2 separate regions of the Salmo salar genome follow, and region 1 is linked to region 2. The links are chromatin contacts, called in public Hi-C maps. All regions are on one chromosome and are shown on one strand. The core of a region is the stretch at or near the end of the contact, and the rest is flanking DNA. Distances in the headings are between cores, read along the strand shown.

Region 1 (3,708 bases), core at 997-3,496, 210 kb after region 2:
CTTTCTTGGAAAATTACATTGGTATAAGTATGGAGATGACACTTAGGACAAGTTTTCCAGACAGGTACAGGCTAACTATATGGAATGTTATATGGAAAAATGTCCCCTAGTGCTTCAAATAGTTTACAAAGCCAGATTTGGGTCCATTCAGAATAAATTGAGACCTGTTACATTCTACATCCGTTACTTCATTTTGAATGGAAATAATCAGTATGCAGAATTTGACATTGAACGTAAAGGACATGGATTGAAAGTGAATTACATTAGCTGAAAAAATAAAACCATATCCCCCGTAATCAATGATAAAATACACAAGGGGACATTTTGAGATTTGGTCATGTATCAGCAGTTGGTTAGAAAATAAAGGTTTGTCACATACACATATGTTATCGCAGGTGCAGCAAAATGTTGGTTTCCAGCTCCAACAATGCAGTAATACCTAACAATACAAAACACACAATCCTAAAAATGTATATAATAAATATTAGAACAGGTATTGCCAGTCACAATTAGCCATATCAGCTACAAAAATGTAGATTGTTAAGTTAGTCTAGCCAGTTATCTAAACTTCTAGTAATAATAGCCCGATACTGACTGGGCACGTGCCCAAGGGCCCTGACCTCCAGGAGGCCCCCAATGATTTTGTTAGTCACTCTCACTCAGATATGGTTAACATTGCATAAGTCTTAGCAAAATGTGCAGAATTGCAGCAAATTTACTGTAGTACTGCACCTTCTCGGCTCCATGGCAAAATTACTCTAATTGCATGAAATGTATTAAAAAAATTCTAAACTGCTCTCCACCCAATGGCAACATTTCCACAATTGAAATGTAAATAAATTCAACAATTTCCATTTCGCTCCTCCGTCAAGGGGGATGTAAACTTCTGACTTCAACTGCATATATATAAATATATATACACTGTATGATATATGGTAAACCATGAAATGTAGATTAAATATTTGTGAAATTAAAACTGCAGAGAAATACAGTATATATATATAATGTAGTGGAGTACTTTAAATACATTTATGTTAAGTAATTTACACCACTGGACTTGAAAGTAACACCTCAATTACCTCGACTAACTGGTTCCCCGGCACATTGACTCTGTACCGGTACTCCCTGTATATAGCCTCGCTGTTGTTATTTTACTGCTGCTTTTTTATTATTGTTAATTTTATGTATTATTTTTTACTTAACACGTACTTTTCTTAAAACTCAATTGTTGGTTAAGGGCTTGTAAGTAAGCATTTCATTGTAAGGTCTACACCTGTAGTATGTGGCGCATGTGACAAATTCAATTTGATTTGATCTGTTACACATGAAAACATGTTGTGAACCTGGTGTGATATTATTGAAACTATGCTGACACCTAGTGGACATCAAGTGGAACTACACCACACTATAACCCTAAAACAGATAGGATGCTTTACATACATTGCTATTTTTTATTAGACACTAATATACATGTCCAATAAACAGACATTCAAAAGTCGGAATGTAAAGCACAAACGACTGGAAAGTTCTTCAAAAGCAGCTGTAGTGAGTCAAGGATCTTGAGGTTACCTGAAATAGGTCAAAGCATATATTAAATTGAACTCAACAACATCTTCGACACAGACAGAAGTTACCTGCTATATTTGGGCAACAGGATTAACACAGAGAGAACTTGGCAAAATACAATGTATGTTTCTGTATTACGAGTAGGCTGGTATATACAGTATCATCGGTAACAATTGTGTACAAGCCACCTAGCTAATAAAATATTGGAGCTAGCAGTCATTAGTTAAGTTACATGTTAACCATAACGATAGCCTAATTGAGGCGCAGTAGAGTTCACTGGCCGAATGCCGACACACCGGAAATAATAACTAAAACATTAAACGAGAAATGGTGGAGGCTACCAGAATGAATTTTTCGGGAATAAACGTGGTGAATGAAACACGTAAATACATAGCACACTCCCTACCCGGTATCCAATTCCACCGCGATACAACTTTGTATGCGTTATTTGTTGGCAACCTTGTTATTTACGAAGATTTTGGAACAGATTCCTCTTGGAACGTTCCACAAATTATACCAACCAGGGTCAAATTAACATGTTTGGACTGCAGTCCTTGTCTCCATTGACAGTCCACGTTAATGCATGGCGGTATCTTATGAAGCTAGGAAGATGTTCGGTAACTTGGTGAAAGGTATCAGTAGCTTCACTCGGCTGAATTATGGCATGAATCACTCCACACAGTGCGCGTTCGCGCCCTACTTCCTGGCTGCCTTCCGAAGATACGTGAAGGTATAGGACTTTCTTCTCTATTTTCACTTTTTCCCCGTGGATGATGCAACGATGATTTTCCTCTTGACTATATTGGCAAGTGTTTTCCAAACAGGTTGGTTGCACTTATTATGGGTTTATATGACATTTCCTGAATTTCATAGTGTTGATTGAAGTTAAATGCATTGCATATGTTCGATACTGGTTTGCTTGCAGCAGACTGGCGGTAGTGGTTAGTATTCGCAGCTATAGTCATTCAAGTTTTCACCTGACACTGTAGGCCTACATAGTATGAACGTAGCAGAAGGTTCAGCGTTATTTTGCGAATGGAGTGGGACTCTATTGCCTTGTGACATTTGTGTGATCGTCGATCGATTGCTGTTCCGTAAGTTGCCAATATTGGAGGGCCAGGGTAGAAGTTCAAGCCGGTTTTAATCATAGCCGCTGTCACATTGGCTTTTTCATAGGCTACATTACCATTCAAATGCGTTGATAGCCTATTTATCGTCACAAGAAGTTGTCTTTATAGTGCTTTCCTATGTCTACGCTTCGGAGTTCTAATGCTGCATTCAAAACAACTGCGAACTCGGGAAAAGACGAGCTCCGATTGGGTAAAAGCCTCTTTCTAGAGCTCCGAATGTTCGAGCTGAAGATCACTGAGGTCATGATTTGACCTCGTTTTTCCCCGAGTTCCCAGTTCTCTTGAAAGCACCACAAGCAACAAAGCAAATGGGTTGTCACTAGTTACCACAGCCGCAAAGAAATAACCCCGCCAATTTCTTTAATTTATCTTCTTAAATTTTGATTGTCAACATAACCCTTAACCACACTGCTAACCTTATTCCTAACGTTAAATGAAGCACAATTTTGTTTTTTTGTACAGCCAATTCTGACTTTGTGGCTGTGGTAACTAGTGGAAACCGAGCAACGCTTTCACAAAAACCTGCACTGATCACGTGATCGTGCCAGCTGTACCCAGATAGGAAGAGGAAGGGAGTGGCCAAACTCGGCGGAAAATCTGTCTCCCTCCAGCAGGTGGTGTTGTTTTACTTAGCAAGCAAGGAGTTTTTGTATGGAGGTCAATGAGTGTGTCGAAATTTGGTCAACAAAAACTTAAATGGCTTATTTGGTCGAATAAGTGTTGTAATGCACACATTGTTTTGAGTGTACTGATATAAGTAGGACACGTGATATCCTGGCAACTTTGAGAAAAAACACTATCGGAATTGTCGCGAGATGGCTATGCATATTCATATCATGAGGCTAGTAGCATAGCATCTCTTCATTGGATACGGGCGGTTGACATCGACAACCCTCGTCGAATATTACAATGAGATGTGTCCACCAATCCAAAGAAACGATAGGCGGGAGCTAGTCAGCCTGCCGTTCTTCTTTGTGGACAATGACTCCAATTGTTAGGGCGGAGAGACATG
Region 2 (3,525 bases), core at 979-3,478:
CTCTCTCTATAAATAACAGCCAAAGAACAGTACAGACAAGTTATCAAAGAAAGCCTTTGAAGAGTTACACTATTACAGTACACTATTACAGTACCAACCTGTAAAACCTTGAATAGCCAACTGTTCCGTCTTTATTCTTCAGGTTACATATCACATCTGGGATAATCAGTATACCAACCCACCACCATAAACAGACACGCCAATGTAAGAACCTTCCTATAACAACATTGTACAATGCTGAAGGTGCAACATTTGACTTTGACCCCCATGTTGTCATTGCATTTTATTTCACCCTAAAACAGATCTGATAAGAATCTAACACTAAAACCATTTGAATACAGTGTTGTTAGTCTATTAATGAATAACAACAGTGTGTAGGGAGGCAAAGACACCGTAAATGACATGATAACAGGAAATAAATCTATTTCCATGACAGAATAAAAGCAATGTTGGACTTACCTTGCAGAGAGCATAGTTTCAAATACATGCAACTTAAAAGTTACATATCACAAAATGTGTATTTGAAATCTTTTGGACATCAGAGCAACCTTAAGGGAATCTTATTCGAGTCAGAAAATTATGTTCATATGACAGAGAAGATATACAAAACCTTGCAGAGAGTATATCCAACTGACAATCTCTTAGAAAAAAAAATAATAAACTATTGGAACCAAGACTTAATAAAAAGAACTGATGTTGGCACAAGGTGGAGGGAAAGCTGGAGCATAACTAACTAAATTACAGTTTAAGAAAATCTACGCTTAATCCAGTATGAACGAATGTATAGAATTTATAATACAGAATTCTGAAATTCAATAGCACAACGGCAGTCATATCTTAAGTGTAAAACTATACTGACCAAAAATATACAAAAATAACATGTAAAGTGTTGGTCCCATGTTTAATGAGCTGAAGGAAAAGATCCCTGAAATCTTCCATTCGCACAAAAAGCTTATTTCTCGCAAATGTTGCGCATTTTTTTGGGCATCCCTGTTAGTGAGCATTTCTCCTTTGCCAAGACAATCTTGACAGGTGTGGCATATCAAGAAGCTGATTAAACAGCATGATCATTACACAGGTACACCTTGTGCTGGGGACAATAAAACACCACTAAAATGTGCAGTTTTGTCACACAACACAATGCCACAGATGTCTCAAGTTGAGGGCAATTGGCATGCTGACTGCAGGAAAATCAACCAGAGCTGTTGAATGTTCAATTCTCTACCATAAACTGCCTCCAAAGTCGTTTTAGAGAATTTGGCATTATGTCCAACTAGACTAAAAACCACAGACCATGTGTAACCACACCAGCACAGGAGCTCCACATTCGGTTTCTTCACCTGCGGGATCATCAGCTACCAGCTACCCAGACAGCTGATGAAACGGAGTATTTCGGTCTGTAATAAAGCCCTTTTGTGGGGAAAACGAATTCTGATTGGCTGAGCCGGGCTCCCAGTGGCTGGGCCTGGCTCCCAAGTCATGTGAAATCCATGGATTAGGTCCTAATGCATTTATTTCAATTGACTTATTTCCCTATATGTACTGTAACGCAGTAAAATCTTAATTGTTGCATTAATATTTTAGTTAAGTATATTTATATGATTCATACTTTCAGTTTTTCCGAACACAAGTCACTCGCGCACAAGATCGTGATTGCACATGCGCAGAACAAATATACCGCTGGAACGCCGATTAAGCTGTTTACATGTCGGAATAATTCGAAAGATTTCGGCGTACGCTTATTTCAATTTTGACCTTACACCGAGTAAGATAAGCAGAGTAAGGTTTTACATGACCATTTGCATAGTCGGCGTAAGCAGTTTAATATAGAATTATTATTATGCATGTAAACGTACATCAATGTCTTACATGAAAACGTTGGTATGATCTCAGCTGTAAACGAATAAGATAGCTCATCTTTCTTTTGAATAAATCGAATACTTGCCCCATAGAAGACAGTCAAGTCGCAGTCAGTGAGAATTCCAACAACTGTAGACGGATGGAATCATGTGAGAATGCTGCAGTCAGCTGATCAAAACAACGAACAGGACTCGCAGAAGCGAAATAGCTAGGATACACGTAACAAAGAACAATGATGTTTCAGCGGATGTATAAATCTGAAGCATCCGGTTAGCGTTTCCACTCGGAGCAAAGCTCTCGTAGTAACTTGCGGATAGGAGGGTCTGAGGACTGGCAGAGAGCGTTAGCTCCAGAGGCGGCGGAGGATGGTGGTTGGAAGAGCGCCACGGTAGGTCTTGATAAAGAAGAACATCGAGGCTGCGTTTCAAACTCAACCTACGGTCCAAACACTTAAAAAGACACACCCTAAGTCCACTTACCCTCGCCATCTTAGTGGGTGGTCCAAATGATTAGCCAAGCAAGGGACGTTTGCAACGTAAGCCCCGCAGCCCTCGTTTTTAGTCGGCTTTGCGAGTGTACAATTATGTTCACTCCGGGGCCTGAAACTCCCCATAATTCAATTCGCGACGATTGTACAAGTGGCGTCACTACAGTCCCTGGTTCAAATCCAGGCTGTATCACATCTAGCCGTGATTGGGAGACCCATTGGGCGGCGCACAATTGGCCCAGCGTCGTCTGGGTTTGGCCGGGGTAGGCCGTCATTGTAAGTAAGAATTTGTTCTTAACTGGCTTGCCAAGTTAGATCAATTAAATACATTAATTTAATTAATTAAATAAAAATATTAAAAAGTCCGGGAAAACCTAAAAACAGCATCAATGGAGAAGTCAACATACAAGTGTAAGTATAAACGAATGCAAATAAGTTATCAATTGTGGTACTAATGCAAAAAGTAAACGCTTCTTTGTTTGGTTATCATTTTCCTTCAGAAGTTCCAGCTAGACATTCTAACGTTAGTTAGCTAATTAATTTGCTAGCTATCATACAGTGCAGTAGGCGAATATTAATAATCATATATTTAATAAGTAAACATGCACTCATAATTGACTGCAGCGCATATAAAGCATCCACAACCTACCGGTGCCTGAGAACACAATCATTGCAGGATGAACGAGTGACGAATTACCAAGGTAAAGTTGGTTTTATAGTCAAGTTTTTAATGTGCCATTGTTTTGTGAAATAAAAAGTGGTTATGTATTCAGACTCTAAAAATGTATTGCCAAGACCGATAGTTTCTTATGAATAGAAATGTAAAGTGTTTATGTATTCAGACTCTAAAAATGTATTGCCAAGACCGATAGTTTCTTACGAATAGAAATTAACAGACGTATCAACAGACGTTCGCCAAAAGCCATTTAAAATGGTAAAAATCAATAACTAATGAATTGATTACCACAGAAACAAACAAAAAAATAGATATGATTTATTCTATAAATGTCTAGCATACTTTTACAACCTTTGTTTTGAATACAAATTCCAGTTTTGATTTGATAGAAATACATAGAATCTATCAAATGCCATTTAAAACTGTATAAATCAATAAGTAATTAATTGATTGTCACAGAAACATCAAACTATGTATTTATTCTATAAATGTCTAGCATACT

The links. A called contact is a pair of places that touch in the nucleus more often than the background predicts.
Region 1: a Hi-C map of muscle shows a contact between it and region 2, with 5 times the contacts expected there. The contact joins the promoter of nme3 here to the promoter of amdhd2 in region 2. A contact is called at or near these places in 2 of 3 Hi-C or Micro-C datasets (gill and muscle).

The regions. Positions count from the first base shown.
Region 1 is chrssa03:49,696,464-49,700,171 of Ssal_v3.1, forward strand. nme3 (NME/NM23 nucleoside diphosphate kinase 3) reads left to right here and starts at 2,247. Exons shown (of 5, transcript NM_001141368.1): 1 at 2,247-2,390. The coding sequence starts at 2,348.
Region 2 is chrssa03:49,491,297-49,494,821 of Ssal_v3.1, forward strand. amdhd2 (amidohydrolase domain containing 2) reads right to left here and starts at 2,229. Exons shown (of 12, transcript XM_045714906.1): 1 at 1,946-2,229; 2 at 1-6. It overlaps LOC106600680 (a long non-coding RNA gene), which reads left to right and starts at 1,997. Exons shown (of 6, transcript XR_006769155.1): 1 at 1,997-2,248.